2 separate regions of the Anas platyrhynchos genome follow, and region 2 is linked to region 1. A link is a contact called in public Hi-C data. All regions are on one chromosome and are shown on one strand. The core of a region is the stretch at or near the end of the contact, and the rest is flanking DNA. Distances in the headings are between cores, read along the strand shown. Region 1 holds the start of RNASET2 (ribonuclease T2). Region 2 overlaps RPS6KA2 (ribosomal protein S6 kinase A2).

What was found. Hi-C and Micro-C count contacts between places; a contact is called where the count stands out from the background.
Region 2: a Hi-C map of F1 follicle shows a contact between it and region 1, with 4 times the contacts expected there. The contact joins the enhancer-like site here to the promoter of RNASET2 in region 1. A contact is called at or near these places in 2 of 8 Hi-C or Micro-C datasets (F1 follicle and skeletal muscle).

Annotation. Positions count from the first base shown.
Region 1 is chr3:47,262,391-47,270,085 of IASCAAS_PekinDuck_T2T, forward strand. It overlaps RNASET2 (ribonuclease T2), which reads left to right and starts at 4,201. Exons shown (of 10, transcript XM_005019221.5): 1 at 4,201-4,580.
Region 2 is chr3:47,327,686-47,335,380 of IASCAAS_PekinDuck_T2T, forward strand. All of the region lies in intron 2 of RPS6KA2 (ribosomal protein S6 kinase A2), which reads left to right. Among named protein-coding and RNA genes, the nearest start is that of RPS6KA2, 24 kb to the left of the region's middle. Within about 2 kb of position 2,701, at least 1 of the 8 cell types and tissues checked has an H3K27ac peak or open chromatin away from gene starts, as enhancers often do. A contact at or near this core is called in F1 follicle, where this site is marked.

The DNA of each region.
Region 1 (7,695 bases), core at 2,951-5,450:
GGAGCAGTTTTTGAAGAACTGCAGCCTGTGGGAAGCCCACGTAGGGTCACCTCAGGAAGGATGGCATCCCATGGGAGGGACCCCATACTGGAGCAGGGGATGAGAGTGACCATGAGGGAGCGGCAGATGATAAAATGTTACAGACTGACATCCACTATTCCTTGTTCCCCTGCACTTCCCAGGGGTAGAAGTGGGTAGATGGGAGGAAGGTGGTTTTAGTTGGCTTTTAGTTGGCTTTTAGTTGGCTTTTAGAGTCTCACTGCTCTGGTCTATTAGTAACAGACAATAAATTATATTAATCTCCCATTGAACCTGTCTTGCCCATGACAGTAATTGGTGAGTGATCTCCCTGTCCTTATCTCTCATTTTCTTAGCCTCTTTTCATTGTATTTTCTCCCTCTTTTCCTCTAAAAAGGGGAAGTGAGAGAGTGGTTTAGTGGATTTTAGCTGGTGATCAGTGTGAAACCACTATAGTTCAGCAACAAATAACACTTAAAATGTCTCTCTTTGCTGACCTTTCCTTTTGAGACAAGCATTTGGCCTCCCTCTGTACTGCACATTGATCTGTTTCCCACAGAGCTCTCAATACTTGTTTTTTTTTTTTTTTTTTTTTTTTTCTGAGACTGCTTTCTCCTCCTGTCCTTTTCCTTCCTCCACTATAATTGACCTCTCTGGTTTGTGTTCCTTCACTATGTATCTTTTTCCTTTTCTTCCATTCTTCCAAGATCTTCCATGGCTCAGCTCTGCTACCTGCTACAACCACTACAGCTTTACCCAGTACTGCTAACTGAAATCCTATGACTGGCCTTTTTCCACTACAAGTTCATCAACTCTTTCAGTTCTGATATCTTCACAGAAATATCACTCTATATCTTAATGAAATCCACTCTTATAGAACCACAGCAAGGGTGGCATGAGGGGTTTGTAACATTCACTTCAGTATTTCAGCAGCACTGGCTTCCAGCTCAAAAGCATTTAGAATATTTCAAATCCTGCCTACAGATAATCCTTTTGAGCTCTGCAAAATACCAGAACATTACTTTGCTAAATATTCATCGTGTAGAGGGCAGCAAAACATTCTATTTGTCCAACTTCCTATCCAGCACACAACGTACTGTCTCAGACAGTCTCACATGCCATTATGAAGAAAATTATGCTGTCTTAAATCTATATAATTCCCAAGTCTACCTTTATGGAAATCATAGAACTGCATTGCAAGAGACACAAAAATTATTCCTACTGTTTGTGCAGCAGTGTAAATGTGACTAACACATTACCACAGAAGGAAGAGAAAGCATTTTTTTCATGGGAAATCCAATATAGACTGAAAAAGATTCTATAAAATGAACACTGCATTATTAAAAAAAAAAAAAAAAAAAAGCAGTGGTGGCATTACTACAGTTTTTAACACAATTTAAATCAAACTTTGGACATTGTAATATACATACATTCCAAAATGTGTTTATCTGATCAGAGCATTGCAAATGATTGTACAATTAAGATCGCACAATTAGGAGTAAAGTCTAGCAAGATTCATTTGTTCTATTTGTGCAATGGGAATAATCAAGGTGTGTTAAGGAAACAAAATACAAAAGCCCCTAGCACAGAATCACAGAACGGTTTTGGTTGGAAGAGACCTCTGGAGGTCATCTGGTCCAATCCCTCTGCTCAAGAAGGGACACATAGAGCAGGTTGCCCTGGACCTGTTTCAGGTCTCAGTCACCTGCAATAAATAGAGTAAGAATAAAGTGCTTCCTGATGATGTTCAGATGATACCCCTTGTGTTTCAGTTCTTGCCCATTGCCTTTTGTCCTGGCACTGGGCACCACTGAAAATAGCCTGGCTCTATTCTCTCTGGACCCTCCCTACAGGTATCTATGTACAGGTATAAGATCCCTCCTGATCCTCCCTTTTCCCTAGGGAAAACCCTAGAGGAGGGACTCTTTTTCAGTGTGTAGTGACAGGACAATGGGTAACAGTTTTAAACTTAAATAAGGTAGTTTTAGATTAGATATTACGAAGAAATTCTTCATCATGTGGATGGTGAGGCACTAGAACAGGTGCCCAGAGAGAAGCTGTGGCTGCCCCATCCCTGGAGGTGTTCAAGGCCAGGCTGGATGGGGCTTTGAGCAGCTTGGTCTAGTGGGAGGTGTCCCTGCCCATGGCAGGGGGTTGGAACTAGATGGTCTTTCAGTTTCTTTCCAACCCATGCCATTCTATGATTCTGTGATTCTATGTTAAACAGGAGTGAAACTGGTATTCACCTCTGGGGTACACTGCTAGTTTGTGGTCTCCATGTGTGCATTCCTCCCAGGTTGCCCCTGCTTGCTTCCACCAACTGTATGCTTCCTTTTTGTGTCAGGAGCTCATGTTCATCCATACAAGCCTGCTGACATTTTTACCTGGCTTCCTATTTATTGGGATGCACAGTTTTTCTGCTTGTATGAGGTAATTGTTGAATATTAACTAGCTTTCTTGGACCCCTCCTACCTCCAAGAGCTTATCCTACAGGATTCTTCCAAGCAGATCTTTGTAGAGTCCAGGGTTATGAGCAAGGTTTTCAAACTCCTCTCTGCCCTTAGGATCCTGAACTCCACCGTCTCATAATAGTCTATCTTGACTCTTAAATCCCAATCTGAATGAAAATTGCTGGAAGGTAGAAAAATGTATTGTTTTGAAGAGTTTTATATAAGATCTTTAAAGAAGATGAATCATGCCAAACTCTTGTTGTTGTTGTTATTGTTTTCCAACCAAAACATTTCAGTATTCATTACAAACATAAGATACAATTAAGTTTGTTTGGAATTTTTTGAGGAAAATGATCTTTTCGTGAAAAATTTAGATGAGATTTTTCATGAATGAAAAGAGGAGATGAGATTTTTCAAATGTTTTGACGTACCCTCAGTACGTAATTTGTAGTCATATATTCATGATATAAAAAGGTTGAAAACACTGAAAATAGAACCTGTCTTTCTTTCTCATTAGAGGTGTCAGCATCTGCATCTGATACAATGATTGATTTAAGATTTTTGATTTATTAACAATTTTCTTGTTTCCAGTACATAGATGAATATTAAATGGAAATTCTTAGGGTGATATCTATCCAAAGTCACTCGCTCTCCCTTGTCTACCTTTCTCATATTTGCCAAAAACACTTATTTTAATAATAGCCTCCATTAACATACACTATTTTGTAATGATACCATGACATAAAAGCATGGCTTCATTGCATACCTACATAATTTCAGATCAGCTTTGAACCTCCCTTTAAAACCACCTTAAAGGGGAAACTTGTTTTTGGGCTTAGTTTCCTCAAAACGCAAAGTGTTCGTCTGCAGCCTCAGAATGTAAATCCCTCTTATGCCTCAAAACAGGATCAGCATTGGTGCGCAAAACCTCGACAGCTCACTCTTTTCATCCCTACTCTGCAAAGATGAGGTCTGAGGATGAGAGAATAACCCAGTGTCTGTGTCTGCTGCCGACTCCTCATGGGCAGTGATGAAGATTTCTGTGCCAGATGGAGCCGTGGATGCCCTCAGCAATAGGGGGAGGAGAAGCAATGATGAATACAAGGCTTTGGCAAACTTCATTGATTTTAACTCTCAACAAAATTTCTGTAACTTCTGATACCTCAGACACCACCAGGGACAACAGCAGATGGCTCACTGGCTCCTTTCAGCATGACATTTTCATGTTTCCATAGACAGGTGGGCAAAGATTAGTTTTGCCTCATCCTCCTTGTTACTGTGTAAACGTAACGAGAATATGTTACCAGGGAGTAATAAGGCAACTTTAAACAAAGACTTCACCACAAAGGCTGTCATTATTTTGTTCAAAACAACTGCTGCTTTGCTTGTGGAAGTAGATCTGCCCACATATTTCTCAAGCGTATTCACGGAGGCCGGTTGCGACATAGCTCCAAAGCAGACAATGGGGATGAACAATCCCGCATGGCATTTACGATTCACTCATCAGCCGCCCCTTGGCTCCCCTCACCCGCGGGCTGAGCACGCTTGGGGCACGCAGCGGCCTCGCCGGGCCCGAGCCCCTCTCCCCGGGGCACAGCCCTGCCTTGGCCGCCTGCAGGCCGGGGGGCTCCGGGGCCGCCATAGCGGCGGGGAGGCGGGCACGGCCCGGCATGGCCGCGGCCTCGGCCTCCTCGGGGCGGGCGGCCCCGGGTGCGCTCCGCCCTCAGCCTCCGGGACCAGGAGGAGGAGGAGGAGGAGGAGGACACGGACAGTTTTGGTGTCCTCTTGTCACTTGCAGTCATCTCTCTGAGGTCTTGGCCGTGCTGCGCTCTGTACAGAAATGTCTCTGTGTTAAAATGTGATTTTTATTTTTTATTTTTTCCCCTCAAAAACAACAACAACAACAACAAAGCTGTAACGCCGCGCCCAGAGCGGAGCGGTGTGCGGGTTAATGTGCGAGGAGGGCACGCGTGCAGCCTTGCTCGAGACTTCCCCAGGAAGTCAGCGCGGCTGCTGAGCGCAGCACCGGGCGGTCCCAGGCTCCTTCCAGCCCTCCTGCCCCAGCTGTGCTGCCTGAGAAACTCCTGCTACAGGGCTGCAGTGACGCTGGACGTGAGTACTGCGTGTGGAAATCTTTAAAGCGCTTTCTCTAGTTACTCAGCAGTCAGGCTGGGAAAGAGTGGGTAGCCGGGAGAGCGCTATGGAGGTGAAAACTGCTAGAGCTGAGAACATTGCTAGAAAGAAATAACATGGCTGTCTGCCTTGGTGTGTGTTCCCCTGCTTGAGATGGCACCAAGCCTGGGTGCACCTTTTCGCACTGCTAGCTGCCGTGTAGCTGAGGTGCCCTGTGCTCTCTAGCCACTGCTGCCGACATCAAGCAGGCTGTGAGCTGTGCTGTTAGCGATGCAAGTCCTCTCACAGATGTGTTAAGTGCTCCTCTGCAGCCTCTTCTCTATTCTCTGAGTCTATACGCCTGAACTAAATGTAAACCAGGAAACCTTACATGACCTTTATTGGTCAAGCTAGTTGTTAAAAGCCAAAACGAAACTAAGGGAGTAGAATAAAGTTAATTGCTGACGTCCAAAAGAAGTATGTGCTATGTCAACAGTCTATTCAATATGCTGTGTCAGAATTCAAACAGCAGTAAACATGTTAAAGATCCTGTCACTATTTATTACAAGAGCAAGTTCTGTCCAGTCCTTGATAAGTCTGGGCAGGTAATTTTGACAGCACAGAGCAGTGTTTGTATAGCTGAAAGTGGGCTTGTCCTGATACAGTTACAGACACACGTAGTAATGCTCTGCATTAGTATCCAGACACAGTAAACCAAGAATCATCCTGAAGCTCTTCTTATTACTTGGGCTTTTATCTATAGGGAAAATGAGTCAATAGACTAAATTTTCAAGCAGTGACTTTGTGCTTCTGTGCATTTTTCATTTTATGTTGTAGGTTCTCCAAATTACAATCTTTAGGAATATTATGACTTTTTATAACTAACTTTCATAATACAAAATTTCTGTTTCCTCTTATTAACATATTATATGCTAATTACACACCAGTCTTTTTTTTTTTTTCCTCGTATGTGTGGAATTAGAAATCCAGTGTAATTTACTAAACAAAGCAAATTTCCATTAAAACATGAACATACTTCGTACATCTTAGTTGTTAATACAGTTTTAATTTGGATATGTATTTCCTCAGGCCTTTGGGTGCTTTTCAGGTGAGACTGACAATTTTCCTCTCCCAACATCAATGTCACAGACTGATAAAAGACAAACTCTAGTAATCAGTCAGTCATGATGATGTCATCATAGCTGCACTGTTTTCTTGCTGGTTTCCACTAGGGTCTTCTGAACTAAAACCTCAGCATGTGTTGCTTATCAGTGGAAAGTGTCCTTCTTATATAAAAGTTTAGGGGCTATTAGAGCTATTTGCTGTCCCTGTTGTCCTTATGCTTCAGTTTCAGGGGCCAAAGCAATATGCAGAATAAACATTATTCCATTGATCAGATAACAGCATTTTCTGAAGCCCCAAATCAAGCTGTTATTTGACCAAATGTAGGACTCAAATGAAAAAGGAGATTATTGTCTTTATGCTTTTTTGCAACTTTGTCTCTGGAAAAAGCCATTTCTTTGTGCCTGCCTGTCCTGTTAAGTCATACCAGTTTGCAAAAGAAGTGTCATAATGTTTGCTACTTTATCTTTCTTTCACAGTCTACTTCCTGAAGATGTTTGTTTTTTCTCCCAGACTCTTCTACAGTGTAGCCTTTCTGATTACTCTGTGTAACATTATTGTCTTTACTTGGTACTTTCATCTGTCTGAAGAAATGTGATTTTGGAGGCAGGGCAGAATCTTATGTGAAGGCTCCTTTTGTCTCTCAGTGTTTTAACTTGGCTATGTGGTTTATCATGCAAAAAGCTGTCTTGCTTGCTTGGTTGTCGAATTAAAATAGCAGTAGGTAAAATCATAAATAGGTCTATAAAGCTCAGTATCACTTTATTAATTCCTGCTGTTCAAGTGAAAAGACTCAAATTCACTTTAAATGCAGAACTCCTAAGGAAATTGAATATCCTGCAGTTAATTGTTTACTTTTTTTTTTTTTTTTTGGTTTGTGTGTGTACAGTACATGAATATAACACATCTTATATGACAGAAATTGTTTTGTTTTGGCTATCTTTATCAAAAGTTTAGTTCTACATTATTAGTCACTTTTGTATATGACATAGCACACAGTAAGTTTCATGATTTTTTTTTGTGTGCTCATTTTCACCTTGTTAGTGAAAATCCTGCATCTCTCTCTCTGTCTCTTTCTGAAACTAGGTCAGAAAAAGTTGCCAGGTAAGGTTTGTTTAGTGACATTGTATCTTAAAGTAGGCTATGCTGTTTACCTTGATAATATGTATATCCATCACAAATTATAGAAGCATTAACATTTGAAATAAATAAGTAGCTTAATGTCTGCAATTCCTTTACAATTTGGCAAAAACTTGTAATAAATCTATCTGGGTAGTAACTGGTAGACAGTTACTGCCCCAACCCCACACCTGTACTGAAGTTTTGACACATTTTGCAAGCTGGGAGTCCATCTCCTGTGTAGAGGAGCTCTGCCACAGATGTTTTGCAGAAGTGCAGGTGTCAGGCTTGTAACTTGGTCCAGTCGCATGATAACAGTGGAGAAATGGACTCTTGCGTATAAACAGCTGTGGATTAGAATTGCAATGAATTTCCTAAAGTTAGCTGTTATGGCTGAATCAGCAGTCTTTACTGCCGTCAAAATGGGCTTTTTTTTTTTGGCCGTTATAAGAGAGGATTAATTTTAAAGCCTTCATGAAAAAAAAGGGATATCAGTTGTGTAGTGAGTGTTCTTGGAAGGGGGACATAGACTATACACAGCGTATCTGCATGTGCTGCAGTCTGTGGGGCTGTCAAAATGAGGAAGTTGGAAAGTAGGTTTGGTAAGGCGTTAAAAATTGCATGTAAATATGTACTTGTGCTCCTATTTCTGGCATCTAAGAGGCAGCATTTGAAATGCTGTGCTGTATTTGTACAGTAAGCATTTGTGGTTTTTAGACTTGTGCTGAGTGAAAGTTGCCTGTTGGTGAAAGTTAAGGTGGTTTTCTGTTTGTTTGTCTTTTTCCCCTGATTTCCAGGGTTCACAAGGTGATAGGTAGACCAGTCAAATGCCTGTTTTTGTAGAGGCTCTTACAGGTTTATAACAAGAACTGGC
Region 2 (7,695 bases), core at 1,451-3,950, 64 kb after region 1:
TTGCTTCCATCACTGTTTTTGATATTTTGTGTAGCAGTCCTATTACCAGTGTGATGGAAAAGAAATAGGAACAAAGCATCAAATATGCAGTGCTGTCTTCTTCAGGACTTGCAGGATGTTAACACTGCCTTTGCTGTGCCAACCTCATAACTTGAGTGGGAGCAAGAAGCAAGTGGAGGTGTTTCAGTTTGCCTCTTTGACACTTAGTCCAAGTGCCCTTGATCTTGTGGGCCCTGTATTGGTTGGGGAAACTGTTGTGCAGGTCAGCACAATGACGATAGAGAGGGAGATATAAGTAGTACTAATATCATATGGTAACTTATTACTTCATTGCAATCTACTTATAAAACTTCAAATGGTGGAAGGGAGCAAAGGACAATGACTTCACATCTCGCTTCCACTTCTCTGCAATGATCTAGTGGTATATTATATATCTTTTAAAGTTGCTGTTAGTCTCAAATTTTATGTCTTGATGGGAAGTGATTTATAGCTCTGTTATGGGCATGTTGTGGATCCTTCTAAACTAGACACCTGTTGCACGGTTTTACAGTCTCCTGGGTCTCCAGATACTAAAAGTTTCTTCTCAGTCATTTTCTCAGTGAATTGTCGCAAGTCTTGTGGATGGGTAACCTATGAACAACAGGAAAATATATGGGTATCTGTATAATGTATTTCATGTTAGCACCAGGATTACATTACATAAACTTGATCTTTTTCTGCTAGCAGCAGCAGGTCTCTTTTTCAGATCAATATTGCATCATAGGACATATACTTAATTCAAGAAGCTCAGGATACTGCAGTGTCTTGCATCACTCAAAAGAGTGTCACATAATAAATGTGTTAACTATTGAGTAAATTAAATGACATGCCCAACTATGAACAACTTCATGCTAATGGCATTACCACTGTCTCTTCCTATTAGTATTTGGGCTAGATGTGCCATCCATTTTTGGACACAGTTTTTGTAGAAGACATTAAAATGAGAATAGAGGATGAGTGCTCCAGCTTCAGTTGATGACATGCTGAGGATTGTAAAAGGGGTTGATGTTAATGCCCATACTACTATTGGTTGGTCAGCATCTGTGCTTAGTTATTTCCCCCCCCCCCTTTCTTCCTATCCACAGTGTGTTGCCTATGTAGCAGAATGTTTCCTCTTGGATTCCTGCTGTAGTAATTATTCAGCTCCCAGAGTAAGCATTTAAGTTCATGTGTTGCTCTGAGCTGCTCCTGTGATCTAGCTTCCATGATTCATACTCATGCTTGCCAACTGGAGTTAGTGTAAGGCTTAATTAAATGTGTAAAACATTTTGAACTTACTGAGTCATTTTTCCTGAAATATGGTTTGTCATGCTGTGTGTAAGCTGGCAGACTTGCACACCTCTTTGGTCCTCAGAGCCAGCTTTTGAATAAATAACTGGTGCTGGGAGGGTTGCTGTATGTACTGTTTATAGTCAACCTTGAAGTAACCACATTAAAAAGAATATTTAATAACAAAAAAATGCCCAAGACTAATGGGTATATTCTCAGTTTGCAAGTGAAAAATGTGTGCTTTTTTGTTTCCTTCATGCTCATCACAGAATTTGAAAACCCTGGAGGCTGCGTTGTCTAGCTAAAGCTGATGTAATCCTGTTGAAGAAGAAACCAGGCAGAATCCAGCTGCCCTTCCTGGAGCTATGCAGTCTCTCTAGGTTTGAAGCAGAAATTTGAGAACTATCTGCCTTTTAGGCAGACAAGCAGGTGTCCTCATGGAGATCAGCTGGGAGTCACTCAAACACTGTGTGGCTCCTGGATCCTCACTTCGACTTCCCCGATACTTCAGTTCTGCAGTGAATACTTTTGCAAATGCAGCATTTAAAACAAAATCGAATATTTTAAGCTGTAACTGTGGTGAAAACCAGCTAGAATATCTGAATTGGAAAAGAAGAAATTTAAGTTCAGCTTCCATATAGACTAACTGTTTAACTGGCTGATGAATCACTGTTGTGACTGCATAAGGCAATAGGAAATTATTCTTGTTCTTGCATGCTTTTACCAGTTTCTTCTATTCTTTCTTCTAATGGATGTCTTTAAAGCACTATAATTTGTCATATCAACTTCGGGAGAAAATGAGACAATTTGACCAAGGCTCTTCAACAAACCTGACACTTGCATTCAATTCCAATTTTTGCGGGCTGGAAGTATGCTGTAGGGACCTGAGATTTTTAGTCGTTACATTTTCTGGTACTTTAGTTATATTTAGTTATATCTGCCAGTTAAGTTTTGTACACTGTGCTATGGCTATAAGTACAGAATAGATAGGCATGGCATTTCAATTGCTTCTCTTGCCTGTGGAATGTTTCATCTTTGCAGTATTCACTTTTCAGAAAACTTGGAGCCATGGGCAGTGCTTGCTATGTGTGTAAAATGACTTGGATTTGACTTGGACTGTAAAATGGATTAGTTTGCCAGGTCTGATGCTGGTACTACGGTGAGTCTTTCATGGTAGTGTTAAGAGGACAGCCACAGGATGTTTTCTTGGGAAATCCATCCATCCATCCACCCATCCATCCATCCCCTCTGGCTGGAGCTGAAAATCCTTCTGGCTATTGCAGAATGAATTGAAGTAGGCTTAAACAGAAATGTTTTCTGTATTTCTTCTGTGGTGTTGTTTGCTTGTGAAGGCCTATATCTAATATCTGTTCTATAAATATTTCTACTTTTTTTGTTTGTTTGTTTGCCTTCAAGATATTACAACTATGTCATGGTATTTAGATTGCTGTCTTGGTGGCCTTTAAAAGTGCATTGCAAGCATACTTCTGACAGCAAAAGGAAGATAAGAATGTTACTACTTGGTGATCTAAACAGCTGTAAATATCAGTGAACACTTGTGAACCTCCTTTCTAACAGGTTTTGCTTATGACACAGTTATGAATGTGAAGTCAAGGTACTTCTGGAGTACCAAGTCAATTTTTTTTTAGCTGATGTTATTAAGGGGGGGAGAGGTTGTTCAGCTATGACAATCTACTGAACCTCCTTAAACGTGATAATTTATTCCTGGCACAATAATCCTCATTCTTGCTGAAGGTTTTAGCCCTCAGCTTTGCTGATATATGTAAAGGCATAGCTGGCTTCTCTAAATCAGACTGGCCAGCAGGAAACATGCAGAGCAAATGTTTACAGGATACTTATGCAGGCTAACTTAAGCAGAACTTCTGATCCTTTCTGCTGAGCAGAGGCACAGTATCCCAGTGGTACAGCTGGAGCGAGATCAGGGCCTGGTTCTGTGGGAGGAATGGGCCATTAAAGTACTGCTTTCCCTAGCTTACCCTCCTGCCCCTTTCATTCTCCTTTAATGTAGACATGCTCCACACGTGAACAGTTGGAGGAACTTCTCTGCAAGCAACGCAGCGCGGTCTTGTGTCTCCAGCTGACAGCTCAGGGGAGCGTTTAATGACACCATAAATGCTGCACAAGGCAGATGCTGACTGCAGGAACAGCAGTGTAGGCTGTTTTCCTAGCTGTCTGGGTATAATGATTTGTGCCATTTTGAAGAGTAAATCTAACCCAGATTAGGGTGTTCTTTTGTGTTAATTAAAGGCTTTCTGGAGTATGGTGAGCACCTGCAAATCCTGTTCACTTTGCAGTGGAGAATACAGGCACTGGGTGGCTCCTGTGGCATTGCAGGGTGAATCTCCTTGCTTATAGTCTGGCAGGAGAGAGAAGGAAAACAAAAACACTTTAGCTCTTTAGTAGCTGGACAGGGGAGTTTCTCTGGGCCTGAATAGCTGACTTCCTTACAATGCACGTGGCTGAACACTGTTCTGCAGCTTAAGGGGAGAGATACTGCTGTCCTCTGTGTGAAGACAACAGGCCTGCCTGAGAGGCTAGGGTTTTACCAGGTAGATTTGAGGAATGAGTTTTTTCTTCCCATCATGTCAAAAATATTTGTCCTTACGAGGTTAGAAGCCAAGGGAGGAGTACTACAGAGTCAGGTGACTGATCTGGGCATCCAAGTCTCTCTGTGCATTGCATATGCAAAGTTATTGTCATAAACAGATCTTCAAGACTGAAACAACTTAAATTGTTTCTCCTTGTTTCTGAGATACTTTGATCTCATATAGTGCAAAATAAATAGTGGACTGAATTTGTTAAAGTGGAAGCAGGAGAGCTTCCTGTGTGACTTCTCTAATAGTTAGTTATTTTTTAAAAAAAAAAAAAGGATGTGGGAGGTCAGGATCAGCTTTCTACTCTGCATGAAGAAAGGGAATAACTCCCCAGATGAATGTATTTCAGGGGCTGAGTGCTCTCTACTGCAAGAGACACTGTTTAGCCTGTTCAGGTTAATATAAGTATTCAATGACAGAAAATGGTACCAACTGCATACAATAGTATTAAAGCATCTGTTTTGGTTATTTTTTTTTCTCATTTTTTGGCTAATTTGAAGAATAAGTCTGAGGCAGCTCAAAGGCGGCAGTACTCTGGGACTCAGGTTTCTGTGCTCATGGGAGATACTGGCTTTAAAACCACTTTCATCATGTATTGCTGTGATGTAATAGTCTCACTGGACTGCACTTTCTTGTTTTGATCGGTAGATGGGACTTTTAAATCTGTGTTGTTTTAAGCAAATGTATTTATTTTAATATAAGGTTGATTAGAGGGATTCAGACATGTTCTTACTAAAACCAACGAGGATTTTATCATGTCAAACCTGGAAGCGTCCATAGACAAAGTGCCAATTGAACCAGTAAGCCTGTTGGGTACCTCCATCTGTGGTGTGGAAAGTGTTGCTTATCCAGTCCTATGTCTATTAATTCAGGTGATGCTCTTTGGGTGGCAGGGACAGGATATGATCTATGACCTGTATCTCTTAAAGTTGATTTAATGTATCACACTTTTGAAAAATGAGTGCCAAAATTATTTCAGAGAACACAATGTGCATCTCTTTATCAGGTGCTGCTCAGTAGCGTGCTGTGGTGTCTCTGCATTTGTGGGACGGTAGGTTCAGTACCAGCTAGGGGATGGCAGCATGAGCTTTAGCTACTAAGTGTATTGTCAGTGTCTGAAGAGCCTGACCCATGCTGTTTTGGCTGCATTGTTATATTGTGCTGGACTAGCTAGGCTGAATCAAGCAAATAAATGGCAGACGCATCTTCTGACTGCAGTGTGACCATATGCGGTCTGTTGCCATGGGGACAAAAATAATTCTGATTTGCAGACTTGTACTGGAAGCTCCTGTACGCTGAGATGGAATGGCCTGTGAGCAAGCAATTATGCAGCAGTTTGCTGTTGAAGGCTACAGCTGATAGATTCTGAATTTAATCTGTGCTAAGCACTAAGTTTTCACTGGATAAATCTTCAGCATATTCCTGGAGAGACAATGCTTAGGATTGCACTGATAATACAGCCCCAACAGTAATTGGGGCCAGCTTCAGTCAGACATGAAAAAGGGGGGTCACACCTTAGACGGATATGTGTTCTCAGAAGTTTTGGCTAAGTCAGCAAATGAGTAGAGATGAGACTGAGAATGGTGCCCTTCCAAGGGAAGAAACAGCAGAGGGCAATGTGATGAGTTAGCAAGCAGGCTTCCTGGCCTGCCTCTGTCCTTGTCCAAACAGGGGAAGGGGCATACAGGAGCCTGAGGGACAGCAGCCATCAATCTGTGCAAAAACAGGCTCTGCCAGCTCTGCTTCTTAGTGAACACCTCTGATTTTCTGTTCTTTCTGGGAATGTTGTTCCCCCCAAAATAGGTATCGAAAGTGTGCCAGCTTCTTTGTTTCCCTACAGAAACTGGACTGCACTGTTTTGTGGCCACACACTGACTTGGTTTTAAACCTTGCTTTCATCTAGTTATGAGACTAGAGCAGCTTTGAGGGAGAATGCACTTTATGGACAAAGCACGCTATTTCTCAGCACGTGTCTGTGAGAGCAAAGAGCAGATTTTATTCTTGTTAGTGCTATGCAAACATGAACCCCATTTGTCTGGGAGTGAAGCACTGTGCAGCACTTCCTAAATACCCATCTTTAGCATGTGCTTGGCTGGCTTCAGCCGTGCTATCCTGCAGGCAATGCTGACATCTAGTGCGGCTCAACTCAAGCTGCACTGTAGCTGCACAGCCCTTACAGTCGGCTTCCGAAGCTGCTCCTATCGAGTTCAGTTCCTTTAATTTTAATATGTCACAGTGCCTCTGGTGCTTGGGAATTTTTCAGTTCAGACACTGGGCAGCTCACGTGTGCCTCACTCCTCTTTCTGGCCTCTGGCAGAACTGTTGCTGTAGTGAGTGGTGTGTCCTCAGGAGCCTGATGTTTTGGGAAGTGTGGTCCCTTGCTGCTTGTGGTGACTTCCTTCTCTGGGTGGTGGGGTCACGGTGGTCAAGGACATATTTCCACGTCATGCTAGACGGGCAGCCATCCCTCTAGTGTCTTCTCGTGTTGGCACAGCCTTGGTAACATTATTGTCACGCTTTGGATATTGATATGATGCTTGTGCTGCTGAGAGTAATGCGGTTCTGTGCCTTTTGGTTAGTGCTTGCTGGGATGTCTTATGTCCTTGACATAGGGAAGCAGGTTCTGGGGAGCTGAAACAAACTACTGAAGCAGGGTGAAACTTCAGTATGACAAGTAAGTATTTCTGACCTTGAAGTTAAGCTATAGCATGGATTATAGCAGAGCAACCAAGTACATTTTGTATGAACAAGTTTTAAACTGCTTTGTGTGATATGCATCATGTATCCTTATACCCTGAGGAACTCCATGTGGTATAAGCGTGGGAGATAACACTGAGTGCTTCTTAGACAGTAAATAACATAGCTACAACACGCCATCATAATTCTCTGCACAGCCATATCCAAGCTAAGTGTAAAACACAAAATAAAAACAAACTCTCCCATCGAAAATCTACCAAATCCTGCTCCCTGGACCATAATCATCCCACTTCTGGATACAGTCTGAGCCCAGTCTAACTTGGGAGTGGTTTCTGCTCGTCTCAGGATGTTGGTCTAGGTGTCCTCTAGAGGTCTCTTCCAGCCTAAATTACTCTAAGGATCAGGATTTTAGCTTTATTATATTATTTCCCCTCCTGTTATGGCATTATAGATAAGGAAAGATCCATTCTGTGTTTCTTTCTCAATCCCAGTCTGCCATTTTAATGGAAGGTGCAGGAGAAGTGCTTGTTGTTTGCTAACAAAATAAACAGCACACCAACTCTAGGACTGTGCTGGAAGCAGTTGCAGGGATACAGCAGTGCTGCAGGCCATGGCAACTGGTGCAGTGGGAGGCTGGCACTGGGTAGCTTGGATACAGTGATCAGTTTAAATCTGTCAGGGTTTCAATGCTGTTTGGGTTACTGTACCTTTCTAGGTGGCATGCATTAATAACGGTGTCACAGAGCTCAGTTTGGGCCAATCTAAAGCAGGGCTGTAATGACACGTTTTGGTATTTGTGGTACGTGTGTTTATCTTGCTCTTTAATTGCAAGTGCCTTGAATTGCAGTGTGTAGCTGTGACCTTTAGCTAGAGCAATGAAATCATTCAGGGGTAAATGAGTATTTGTTGAGCTTGCAGTAACTTTATCCAACAGTAGAGGTCTGCCTTGTTTAGAAAACATGCAATTTTATCAGTTAGGAGTAGATCAGCATTGGGAAAATCAAAGTAGCTCTTCAGTCTTTTCTCATTTCATTTCTTTGAACGCTGATTTAAAAACTTCTATGATGATACAGGT